2 separate regions of the Mus musculus genome follow, and region 2 is linked to region 1. The links are chromatin contacts, called in public HiChIP or PLAC-seq maps. All regions are on one chromosome and are shown on one strand. The core of a region is the stretch at or near the end of the contact, and the rest is flanking DNA. Distances in the headings are between cores, read along the strand shown.

Region 1 (6,447 bases), core at 586-3,085:
TAAACTAAAAGGATTTCAAATGTCTATGCATTTGAAATAAAGTCTCTCATGAGGTATGAAAAGTTGCCAAATAGATTTCTCACTTGGACACATATTCTGTGTTTTAAAAACCAGAGGCTGACACTCAGGAAATAACTCTAACAGCTGACAAAAGGGATCTCATCAACTTCCAAAGCTTCTTCACAGCAAAAGAACAGCTAAGCTGGGCGTGCTGGCCTTTATCCCAGCACGTGTGAGCAGAGACAGGCGATTAGCTGTGACTTTGAAGCCCACAGGGTCTACCATAGTAAGTTTTGAGGCCAGAAGTAATATACACACTGTGAGATCCTGCTCCTCCTACAAACCAACCAACCAACCAACCAACCAACCAACCAACCAACCAACCAACCACTAACAAGTTAAATACAGTCTATAGAGTGGGGGGAAAAGTCTTTCATGGCTGTGTATGTATATTTATAATAAAAATAAAAGAACAAAAATAAAACCCTGAAGAAAGCAAGCAGCCAATCAAATCAGTACGCAGACTAATGATTAGACAGTTCTCAAAAGATGTAATACAAGTGGCTAATAAACACAAGAGAAATGGCCTGGTCAAAACCAGCCCTGATTAGGTCCTAGGTCCTAGAGAGGAGTCTAATGTTATCTTGCTATATTAACATGTTATCAACCTGCTTCTAAATAGTGATATTTATTCCTATGGATTAGAGTGGCTTTCAACCCTGGCTAGAGAAGATTCTTTTTGAAGTTGTAGTATTTAACTCAGGGAGGGAGGGAGGGAGGGAGAGAGAGGTTAAAGTGTTAAGGATCAGTAACTGTGAGTGCTCAGTCCTAAGTGGGACAGCTGTATCAACAACCTAAGAAGGCTCAGGGAATATCACAGAAGAGGAGAAAAGAATCCAAGAACCAGAGGATCTCAGGAGGCGGTGAAATGCTGGCTGATGGACAGGGTCTAGGTATTCCACTCATCAATCCATTGCAGCTGTGGCTACCCACACAAGATCAGCCAATCAATAAACCAGCATAGAAGGCGAAGAGGCTCATGAGGCCCCACCCTTAGCTGAGCAAGTGATAGCTGCTGGAGGAAGGGGAGTTACAAGCATTTTCCTTGGAGGGGTGTGGCTGCTGCTAGGTTGCCCAAGCGTGGTGGCTGATCCAAACCCTAGGGTTTTGGGGAACAGTAACTGGATTCAGTGGGTCACAAAAAGAAGACAAAGGAGGAAGGGGCATTGGGGAATGGATCCAAAAGGAGTAGGATAATCATGTTGGGGATGTTCAAGATATATTGTATACATGCATGAAACTGTGGAAGAATAAAAGATACTCTTATGAGGAAAACATGGAAATTGCTCAACCTCACTAGCCACTGGGGAAAAATGCAAATTGGAACTTTGCTGTAATCTCACTTCAGCTGCCAGAAGAGTACCCTTATGTACACTGCTGGCAGAAATGTAAACTTGTCAGCCATTGTGAAATCACTACAGAAGATCCTCAAAACATTAAAAACACTAAAATAGGCCCCTGGATGTTTACCCAAAGGACTTCTGTTCGACAAGCGCATCACAGCAGTACTTCCACATCCATGTTTACTGCAGCGCTATACATAACAGCTGAGCTACAGAACTCACTGGGATGGCCAACAACAGAGGATAAAGAACATGCCACAGGTATACACAATAGAGTTTCCAGTGTGTCCTTTGTAGGAAAATGGATGCAACTGGAAACAAGTTAAACTGGTCTTAGAAAAGTATTTGTTTTCACTCCTTTGTGGTTCTTTAACTTTACAGATACATAGAATCACGTTTGTGTAAGACATCAAAGTAGAAGTGAAACTGTCTAAGAGGAACAATGAGGACTAAAGGAAGGAGGGTGGGTGAAAAGAGTGGTACGGGGTATGTTCATTATGCATGAGATACTTTTGTGAAAATGTCCTTTCACGACACAGTCATGTATCAGGAATACACACAATGGAGACTAAACGCAGATCTGAGACATATTTGGGAGGAGTTGGAGTAGGGTTCGAGATGGTCTAAATATACTGTATTCACGTATAAAACATTATTAATAAAAAGTAGAAAGTCAAGTAAAGATGCTGGTGGTCATTGTTAGCGATATGGGAATTGTAGTTACTGAAAAGGTCCAACAGGAACAATCATGATACAAAAATCACAGAGTGAAGTACAAGAACACATGCTTCCAACTGGAAAAATCTGACTATTTTTAATATACGTGTTTAGTATGTGGGAGGGAAAAACACACACAGGGTAAAGCACTTAGTCTCTGCCATAACACTCCAAGGGCATTTCGAAAGCTACTGCCAAGTGGTTGATTTTATAAACATGAAGATCTAAATAATGACATCATGCTTGTCTTTGTAAAGATTAATGCCTCAAGTCAATCCATTTTGTATTACAAGGAACTAGACTGGTCACCTGTGGAATCATCAGGGGTCCACGGGTGACTGCGAGCTGGCTTCTCTGAGGTTGGTCCTGAGGTAGTGATCATTCTGACACTAGGGCTGGATGACCGGCTGCTCACCTGTGAAGAAACGGTAGGAGGAAAAGCTGTCACTTTTTTCTTTTTTTAAAAAAGAATTACAAGACACATCTTCACATCCAATAAGAGGCAAACATTTTCAATTTTTACTAGTAGATGCCTAAGACTCTTGAAAGCAGCATTCTAAGTATATAGTCAGTGTATATCAAATTCACTATGCATTCATACATAGCATCTCTTCAAAACTTACAGAGAAATAAAGCCCACAAAACAAAAGCGGACGGGTAGCCCTTAAGCTGCCAATGCTAAGACTTTACAACCCTGGATCGTCTGTTATGTTGAGGAACTAGTAACAGAGCCACCAATTCTCTGTAGGATGAGAAGGCCTGCTTAATCCCCGCTCAAAGCCAAGGCTCGGGAATGCTTTGTTCTGTGGGAAAGAGAAAACTAGCAAAAAATGAAAAACCTTCCAATAAAAGCAGTTGGCAAGCCCAGCATGGTGGCAGACAGCTGTGATCAGCACTTGGAGGCAGAAGCAGGAGGAACATGAAAGTCCCTTGTACAGGGACACGAAATGAAGGAAGACAGAACTGAGCGACAGTATGAGAAATGAGACAGACGCATGTCCCATGTTTCACATGGTCAGATATGGTCAAATTCCAGAAAACAGACAAGCAAAAAATAGAAGTGGCCTCCCGAGGGAAATGGCAGCTACAGGTGAAGTGTCCCTAAGTCAACAGATCTGAAATTAGAAATGCTTTGAAACCTGAAACTTCCAGTGCTCACAAGATGCCACAAGTAGAAACTGTGTACCTAACAAACACCTCATGTGACTGAAGCCATCATTTAAGTGACCTGCAGGCGATGCATATTGTACAGAGAAAACAAATGCATGGCAAGTTCAGGCCTGGGCCTTATGAGCCAGGTGTCCCATCACATACATGTGTATATTTCAAAATCTGGAAGAAAAACCCTCAAAGCCAGAAACACAACCCATTTCATGCTTTTCAGAAGAAATATTCAACACGCACTCACAAACCATGAGCTTCAGCCACCACGGAAGCCAGAGAATGCTGGCAGAAGACTGCCCGCAGCCTGGAACAGTGAAGAATGTGCTCAGAACAGCATCTGAAATGATAAGCCTCACCTTACCTACCTCACAAACTCCTACAACAGGAATGTCTAAGCAGGAACTTTACTTAACAAGAATTTTTTTTTTTTCCTGGACCAAAGGGCTAAAATTCAGTTTCCTTGAAGAAAATCCTGATAAGAATGGGTACTAGTCTTCTCCATACTGAAAACAGTAGGTAAGAAGACAGTAATGAACTTACAAAACTACCAAACAACACAGAAATATAATCTACAGCATCATAAAACCAGGATAAGCAAGAACATTGCTTTTAAAATGCTTGGGTTTTTCAGGAAAAGCAGGCTTGGTACAAATGTTAAAATCTCCAAGGTATTTACTACAAGTGGCATGATCTAACTTTTCACCTAGAAAGGCAAAGGGGATGAGAAATGAGAAATGTACCTATTCCACCTCAGAGATGGTAAGAGGATAAAGAAGAGTCTAAAATAAAGATGGACTAGTTTACCAGGAAAAGGAACAAACGCAAACTACACCATTAAAGCACAAAATGCAACAAAGCACAACCCCCAACCCTGGGGTAGAGATGGCTTGGTGGTTAAAAGTGCTTCCTGTCTCTACAGGGCTGACTTTCCAGGGGGCTGAGGAGGTTCACAGCTCTGGCACCAGGGAATCTGATGTTCTATTCTGGCCTTTTTTGGGGACCACACACATGTAGCATGCATATGTGCACGTACACAGAGACAAACACATAACATAACATAACATCCAACAGTCAGGATGAATTAAATGTGATCCTAAGAGATGAATCTAATTTACATAAGTTAAAACAGGGGCTGGAAAGATGACGGGTTGTTAGGAGCACTCCCTGCTCTCCTACAGTGCCCAGGCCAGGTTCTCAGCTCCTACATCAGATGACTCCCATGTGCCTGAAACTCCAGCTCCAGGAGATCTGACACACCCAGCCTCCTCGGGCGCCTGCATACTCCTGCACATCCACACCTCCCATTAAAACAACAACAAAAATGTGAACAACTAGAAAAAAATGAAGTTAAATAGAAAAGATAAACCATGTAAAAAAGCACTCTAGGTTATGTTAATAGAATATTAATATTAAAAATATATTTTAAAACCAAACAAATTAAGAAGTACTGATGTGAGGTGTTCTACGACATGGAAAATCTGGGTGTTGTAAAAGGGAGAGGAGCCCTAACCCTGAAATCTAGCAGGAGCCTCTCACCAGCGGAGAAGCAGGCATTCAAGCAGTCAGCAATGGAAGGCCCTTCTCCCTTCCCTGCCCTAAGTGTCCTAGGCATTTTGCCTGAAACTTCACTTACAGAAAAAGATGTATACCAATTTCCTTCTACACACCAGGAGCTTGGGGTTCATCTAAGGCACCTCTAATTCTACTGTATAATCTTGCTTATCCAAAGAGAAACAAAGAAACAGAAAGGATTCCTTCCAACCCTGAGCTGTTAACTTGAGAGTAACCAAATGGTCCATAGGGCTAGTGCTAAGGCAACTGAAACTGTCCCTGGAGAAGCCCCAGGTACAGCTGAGGAGCTTACTCGGCAGCACTCTGAGAAGCTCGTGGGTTTTTTATTCTTGAGAGCTAGCACTACAAGTTTTCCAGCATCAAAACTCTAATTCCTGGTTTGGCCCACGCTGATGTCTCTAAAGTCTAGAGGAAATAATTCTTCAGGCTGCTGAAGGCAGCAGTGAGAACCGTGTCTCTGCCCACTCAGAGTCTCAGCTTCGGCCCCACCATTTATTAGTCCCACACCTTTAGGTAAGTTCCAAGACACAACAATCAAACAAGGGCACATTAAAGGCCTTGACCAAAGAACAATGCTCTTTAAGCTGTGGCTAGAAGCTGAGTGACACAGCTGAGTAAACACAGCTGAGATCACGCAGTGGTGCACAGCACCAACTGGTCCCTCCCTAGTTCAAAACCAGGTCTATAAGGCACCACAAGGATGTTTTCCAAGGAAAATTCCTTGAAATTTTGGTTATTTATACTCAGTTCCTACATAAACTTGGGCCTGATATGCTTTGTATTATTATCAAAGATTCCTTTACAAATTAACTTCTCAAAGACAGAGAAAAACTAGTATGAAAATCTAAAGTTCTCAAAAACAACATTAACTGTGCTCCTTAAAAGTATCTGAAAACATATAAGGCATAAGTAAGAAAATTAAGTAACATTTGACATTAAAAATTAGCTTGTGGCTCACTTACTTATAGCTCCCAAACAACCATGGAACCACTGCTTTTAGGATCTGTTCTTCAATTTTGCTGGTAGAATTCTGATGGCCCTAAATGCTCTCCAACTATCACAGCTTTTCGAGCTGCTTCTTCCAGAAGACATTCCCAGTTCACCCTCTTCTTACATAAACTAGCGTTCAAAGATGCAGAGCACTAACTGACAGAAATGCCACACGGCAACTTGGGGCAGCAAAAGAATGTAAGTCAAATATAAACTCCTGGCGTGAGCTGCCGGCAGGAGACACAGAACTGCAACTGGCCTTTGGCTGGGATCTTATCTCTGTATTTATGAACCGAGATGGAAAGTGACTTTACAGACAAAACAAAACAAAAAAACAAAACAAAACAAAAAAGCTTATGTTTTAATGGGTCATCTAGAAGGCCAGAAAATAATTCCATTAAATCAAGAACTTTCATGCTCAGTGCTATCACACACATCTGAAAGCCTCTCGTCCCTTTTAGAATTACTGAAGTCACAGAAGCACAAACTGGACTAGGGCTGTTGTTTATCTTATAAACTTTAAAGCACAGATGTAGCGGATTTAAATGGGTACTTCTCTATGGCAGTCCCAGGTACTCCTGAAAGCTCTTAAGTCCAAACA
Region 2 (6,416 bases), core at 3,205-5,704, 1.1 Mb before region 1:
CCAGACTCTCCACCTGCACGTCCACACCTACAGGGATGGCGGGGCCTGTGGAAGAGCAGAGACAGCTGATTAAGATGCAGACCTCTCCACTAGGGGCTGAGCAGTAGCTCAACGTCACCCCTGTGAAGTAAGGGTTGCCTAGGGGGTGTGGCAGGGGCTCGGAAGTTTATGTGAGATGTTTTCTGTGAGTTCCTGAAGTGTAAGGCACCTCCGCATCGTTGTCACTGAGGTCAGAGACTGGGTCTACACTACGCGCTGTTCCTAGGCGGAGGTGAATGCTCTTTGTGATTGCTGGGCAGGTTATGAGCTGGATTACGTCCACCTCCATTGTAGACTGTGTCTGCGGGCTAGATGGAAGTCAGAGTGTGCGGCCCCCAGTGCCTGAGCAGAGACCTCGATCACCTGTCCTGAGTCTGGATCACCTTCCTACGGAAAACTAACACGCAGCTGGAGATTTGCCCTGTAGTAGCTTTTAGTCTAGTATGAGATGAGATGTCTAACTAGTTATACCACAGCCAGTGCAAGACAGCACTGCAGAAGGTTGGAGGCACATCGAGGGAGATTCTACGGATTTCTAAAAGCATTCATCTTCGAGCTTATCAAGGGACCTATCTATTTCTTGAGCTGGATGGCAGGTACATTATGAGTTTGCTTAGTGGGAGGTTAATGAGCTGAGCGCTTGGCTTGTGTGCTTTTTATACATGTATACGGTAGAAGTCCACCATGACAGGGTAGCCTCTGGGCTCGGCGCAGTATGGGAGACTCCCTTCATTAGCAGGTCTTCTTCTCTGACCTTGTCTGGGGAATTGGAAATCCCCTACCTGAGGGATATCTCATAACCATAACTTGATTAGACTAATTTCCTTCTTCCTAACAAAACCTATTCAGCCAGCACCTGAGGTTCCCGAAATGTTTCCCCGTGCTAATGCGGCATCCCAGGTACCCTAAGCCCCCAGCTTAGAGAAAACATCTGACTTCCTCCAGCACATACACCTCAGAGAGATGGATGATCAGCATAAAGCCAACATCATGTGGTTCCTCTGAAGCAATGGACAAGGAGGAAGGGGCACACTGCAGGCTTTGTGGCCCTGCAGATGGGCAAGAATGAGGTCATTCTTGGGTTTATGTAGACTAGGGAAGCAGTCTCTGAATAAGTCATTCCTGGCCTCCTCAACCAGTTAGTTCTTCAATTGGACGAAGTGATTGCTGTAAGAATGACCAAAACCAGAGAGTGAACAAGACCATGGAAGTGGCCACGCCCCTTTTGAGGTTACATGACCTAACAAGCTCCAGATAGAGTGAAGAGCCTCCTCTCTCTCTCTCTCTCTCTCTCTCTCTCTCTCTCTCTCTCTCTCTCTCTCTCTCTCTCTCTCCCTCCCTGTCTCTCTCTCTCTCTCCTCCCCCTCCCCCTCCCCCCCTCTCCCTTCTTGCCTTGCATCTCCCCTCACCACCTTAGTTATCCTTCATACCACCTGCCTGATGCTGACTGCTGATGCCCTGGCCCTGCCCACTGACATCATCTGGGTAAAGCAGACAAGTGGGAAACATCCTGGAGCCTCTGGGGGAAAAAAGCCCGGGGTTTTGTGTATTTGCACATGCGCACACGCATGTAACTCAAGTGTTTATATGATATAGATGGAAAAACTAAATTATCCTTATTCTGGGAAACCAACTTTTGAAAAACTATGTGATCTCAAATTTTAAAACAATTAGACAATGGCATTATCATACTATCTGGGTCTGAGTTTTGTCTCCATCGTTAGCTTTAGTGTGGCCTTGGGCACACATATTTCTCTGAGGTTCAGCTTTCTCATCTGCCTACTAGAGAGGTACTTTAATCTTGACAGTCCGTACAAAGCCTGTGATGGATGCTACACACAGGGTTAGAATTAAGGGAAAGCCAGAATTCACCACCTAGGTTATCTTGCTTTTTGGTCATGTTGTAAAGGGACAGATTCTGGAGGCTACACAGTTGCCAGTCTAGTATCAGTTCCCACGAGCTTCGCTGACAAGGCCTTGAGTCTGTGGGTTAGGGTGGCAAGGGTTTCCTGAATTACTTTCCAGAGACTATTTCCAGGGGCTATTTTGCAGAAAGCAGTGATCCCCCCCCCCCCATTAGGCCTGTCAAAAGTGCCTGCTGGGTGATGAGAACAGAATGGAAGGCTAGATTTCTGCCTCTATACTGAGTCTGCCCCTTTGCAGCTTTAACTTTTGGGTAAGGTTGGCTTGACCTAAACCTCTTTCCTCCCCTTCATGCCCAGATAAAAGTCACTAAGGCAACGTCCCCCCTCTAAGCCACTGTAGTATGACCTAGGAGTCTCCCAGTCCTATCCATGGCCCCCTCCTCCTCTCCCCTCCATGTAAAGCTTGTGCACATAGCTGACACCCCAAGACAGTCATCTCTGGCAGCAGCCTCTCAGTTGTGTGTGTGTTCCTGCCAACAGTTCACCCTCAAGTCATTGACCTTTCGTTGCTAAAAAGTAGCAGGCTGTCCTCACAAGCAGTTACGTTAGCATGCCACAGTCACTGTGGCAGGGCTCACTTGCCCAGAGGACAGCCTGCACCTTACTCCTCCTGACGTCACCATCAGCACTAACGGAGCAGGGGGGCAGGCCTACAGATGGGTTAATCCATGCAGAGAAACAACTGTCTCCCAACCTCTGACACTGGTGTCTAGATTACTGAGGGGCCACACTGACAATCTCGTTCCCAATTATCTGTCACGTATCCAGAGTGGATCTCTGCAGCACTAGAACTGCCTATGGTGCCTAGATTCCCCCAACAAGGCTCCTGGTTCATCACCTGGGCCTGGGCTCAAACGTGGCCATGGTAGGTTATGTATTCTTTCCCCAGTGGAGTAGGCAGAAACAAGATTGAGACCATCATACACAGAACATAGCAGGAAGGCCCAACAGCAAAATGCTATGGGGCTACTCCCAAGCACTGTTAATAGAGTGTGTTCCTAGTTACTGTGAATATGGAAAAAGAGTACCTGTGGGGTCCTGTGTTACCTGTCGAGAACCTGCCATATCAAAATGAATAAGGGTCCAAAGGCAAGATATAGGCTCCTTCACAAAGCCTGTTTTTATGATGATATTTTCTCAAACTAACAAAATTAGTTACAATGAAAAACAAAACTGTAATAACAATTCCTTACTGTGAGCACTGACTGCTCTTCCAGAGGTCCTGAGTTCAATTCCCAGCAACCACATGGTGGCTCACAACCATCTGTAATGGGATCTGGTGCTCTCTTCTGGTGTGTCTGAAGACAACTACAGTGTACTCATATAAATAAAAATAAATAAATATTTTTAAAAAATAATTCCTTATTGATTGTCTTAACTTGACAGTTTGGATGTCAGATTGTTAGATTATTACTTTGTGGTAGAACATGTGGTTAGCATGTGGGGAACCCTGGTTTCAGTCCTAGATGAGAGAGAGAGAGAGAGAGAGAGAGAGAGAGAGAGGAGGAGGAGGAAGAAGAGGAGGAAGAAGAGGAGGAGGGAGAGGAGGAGGAGGGAGAAAACAAGAAAAAAGAATAGATAACATTTCAGCTTAACTTGAATAAGTCCTTGCAGGTGTGCAGCACCCCCCAGGTCCACACAGCCTCACTGACTGACCAGTAAACTCAACATTTCACAGTGTCTGCTACAAGCCCGGAGCAGTGCAGCCAGGCAGCCAGGGTGTGTGTGTGTGTGTGTGTGTGTGTGTGTTTGTCTGTTGGGGTGTGGTGTTGGGGGCTCTGTGTGTGTGTCTGTTGGGGTGTGGTATTAGGGGCTCTGTGTGTGTGTCTGTTGGGGTGTGGTGTTGGGGGCTCTGTGTGTGTGTGTGTCTGTTGGGGTGTGGGGTTGGGGGCTCTGTGTGTGTGTGTGTCTGTTGGGGTGTGGGGTTGGGGGCTGTGTGTGTGTGTGTCTGTTGGGGTGTGGTGTTAGGGGCTCTGTGTGTGTATCTGTTGGGGTGTGGTGTTGGGGGCTGTGTGTGTGTGTGTCTGTTGGGGTGTAGGGTTGGGGGCTCTGTGTGTGTGTGTGTCTTTTGGGGTGTGGGGTTGGGGACTCTGTGTGTGTGTGTCTGTTGGGTGTGGGGTTGGGGGCTGTGTGTGTGTGTGTCTGTTGGGGTGTGGGGTTGGGAGCTGATGTGTTTCTCCAGGAGCTGAGAACTAGGGAAAGGAGATATAGCGCAGTGTTGGGAGGTGCACCCACAGATGCAATTGGAGACTAGCAGGAGGCTTAGGTAATTCCAAATACAGGCAATAGAGGAAGTTCCAGGGGCTGGAGAGATGGCTCAGCGATTAAGACCATGTATTTCCCTCCCGAAGGACTTGAGTCCAATCCCCAGCAGCCACTGGACTTCGTAATCAGACATGCGTGTCTGTGCTGTGGTAGCTACTTCCTTTGTTGCTGATGGCACTCAGTCTGTGCACCCCTGCATCCTTCGCACCTGCCTTGCTGCTGAGACACTCCCTAGGTTCCTTTCTTTTCTGGCCAGCCTCTTCCGGTCCCCATGACACGACTTCCTGTGGTTCTCCTTTCAAGTCGGTGAGGCCCTTTCTTCCTCAGCAGACAGCCACAGCGGCTATCCTCTGAGGTAGCAGACTCAGTCTCTCTCCTGAGGTGGATCACTGGCCCAACTAACACAGCTGAATTGTTAGTAAAGGCCTGTCCAGTTTCCTCAGCCTCATGCCCCAAGCAGGCATACATACTATGTGAATCTAAAATAAACTCAGTGTGGCTGCTGAAGATAAGTACTTAGCTTAGCAGATAAGTACTTGCCACACAAGCCTGATGACCCGAGTTCCACCCAGAATCCGTGTTAAATACATTGCCTTCTAAAACGCAAAAGCCTGTGAGATAAATTAATTTCTAAATCCTTTGACAGCCACACAGGAGGAAGCCTGACAGCTGGGCTTTCTGTGAGGACATGAACGAGCAAGGGCTTTGCATATATTATCTGTCAGTCTGGACAGCTCCAGAAGTTGATTGCTGTTCCCATTTTATAAAGTGGCAAACAGAGGCTCAGAAAAGATAGGTGGCTGGCCTGAGGATATTCTACAACTTACGGATGCCTCGGGAAAATGTGTATGGCATGAAGGTGATCCCTGCCCTAGGAAAATGGGGTGGGGTGGGGTGGGGATCCTAAAGGATGTTAGAGGGCAGAGATAAGAAAATAAGTAGCCTGCCTGGGTTGCCCTGGCCGAGGCTGCTCTCTAACCTGCTCTGGCCCTTACTTCCTTCCCGTGCCCGTGGTTAGGGCTATCTGAGGGTGTCTGTGTATTCTGCTGTTCTCATTCCGTATCAGACATGCTGTCTCCTCTTCCACCTCTGCCATGGCCTGGATGCTTACACCCTACAAAATGAGAGTGCTGAATTCCGATCACCCACCACACCACGTGATGCTATTAGGGGATGCGCAATTAGATCTCAGACCTGTGAGAAACGAATGTGTACGGTTTCTGAGCCACCATGCCTGTGGTACTATGTCACAGCAGCCCAACCCAACCCAACTGAATGCAGGTCCCAGGGAGGGGTCCCCTCCCTGATCCCCAAAGGGGAAAGCTGATGATGAAACGCAGTACCAAGTGTGAGGGACTTCATCATGAGCAAGGTGACTGCTGCCTTGGACTATGGTGGCTCCACCACCAGGAGCCCCAGTTGGCAATGAGGTGGCCTAGATCCTTCACTATCTGTTTTGTTTTGTTTTGTTTTGCTTTGCTTTGCTTTGCTTTGCTTTGCTTTGCTTTGCTTTGCTTTGCTTTGCTTTGCTTTGCTTTGCTTTGCTTTGCTTTGCTTTGCTTTGTTTTTTTCAAAAGACAATTAGCCTGGTCTCCTTGGTAAAGGAAAAAAAATGGCTGAGTTGCCTACAGCCTCTTTCTGTCAACAGCCTCTCCACTGCCTGCCTGTGACCACTTCTCTCCTTAGCTTACCTCACTGAGGGGAGGGGAGCTGTGTCCCAGAGCATGGCCCAGGCTGCGCCTCGGTGCAGCGGCACTGGGGACAGGTGAGACAAGGTGCCTGGAACCCAACAGTAAGGGGAGGATACCTCTTACCTCCAAAGGCTGGCCTCATGGTGAAGTCGTGGTCCTCTACCCTGAGCAGAGGCCGAGGCTTTCCTGGCCGCATCTTGGTCACATCAAGGTTCTTTTTATACAAATGGCTGCAAAGAAAGAGAAATGGGTTTCCATGGCCCACCGAGGCTCTGGAGAGACCGAGTGGATGGAAGACTGCCTGCAGGGTCCACCTGTTCAGCATTTCTTCTTTATTCTGATGCACACAAGGAGGCAGAAGACTAAAGGGTCTCTACACTGCCCACACCCTCACAAGGATGTCCACCCCAGGACAGATCCTTCCAGAACATTCCTGAGAGCAGATAGCATCCCCTGAGGACATTTTGTACCTGCCAAGGTCTTAGTGAGTTGCGAC

What was found. HiChIP or PLAC-seq counts read pairs in DNA pulled down with a chosen protein or histone mark.
Region 2: a contact with region 1 is called in an H3K27ac HiChIP or PLAC-seq map of large pre-B cells, with 12 times the contacts expected there. The contact joins two enhancer-like sites. A contact is called at or near these places in 4 of 39 promoter capture datasets (the C10 cell line, liver and pre-B cells), 2 of 115 datasets of contacts at active chromatin or transcription factors (large pre-B cells and regulatory T cells) and 1 of 9 other capture datasets (liver).

What each region holds. Positions count from the first base shown.
Region 1 is chr4:32,006,404-32,012,850 of GRCm38.p6, reverse strand. It overlaps Map3k7 (mitogen-activated protein kinase kinase kinase 7), which reads right to left. Exons shown (of 16, transcript NM_172688.3): 13 at 2,430-2,535. Among named protein-coding and RNA genes, the nearest start is that of Map3k7, 46 kb to the right of the region's middle. Within about 2 kb of position 1,835, at least 41 of the 459 cell types and tissues checked have an H3K27ac peak or open chromatin away from gene starts, as enhancers often do.
Region 2 is chr4:33,071,084-33,077,499 of GRCm38.p6, reverse strand. It overlaps Gabrr2 (gamma-aminobutyric acid (GABA) C receptor, subunit rho 2), which reads right to left. Exons shown (of 9, transcript NM_008076.3): 2 at 6,044-6,150; 3 at 1-45. Among named protein-coding and RNA genes, the nearest start is that of Gabrr2, 11 kb to the right of the region's middle. Within about 2 kb of position 4,454, at least 113 of the 459 cell types and tissues checked have an H3K27ac peak or open chromatin away from gene starts, as enhancers often do.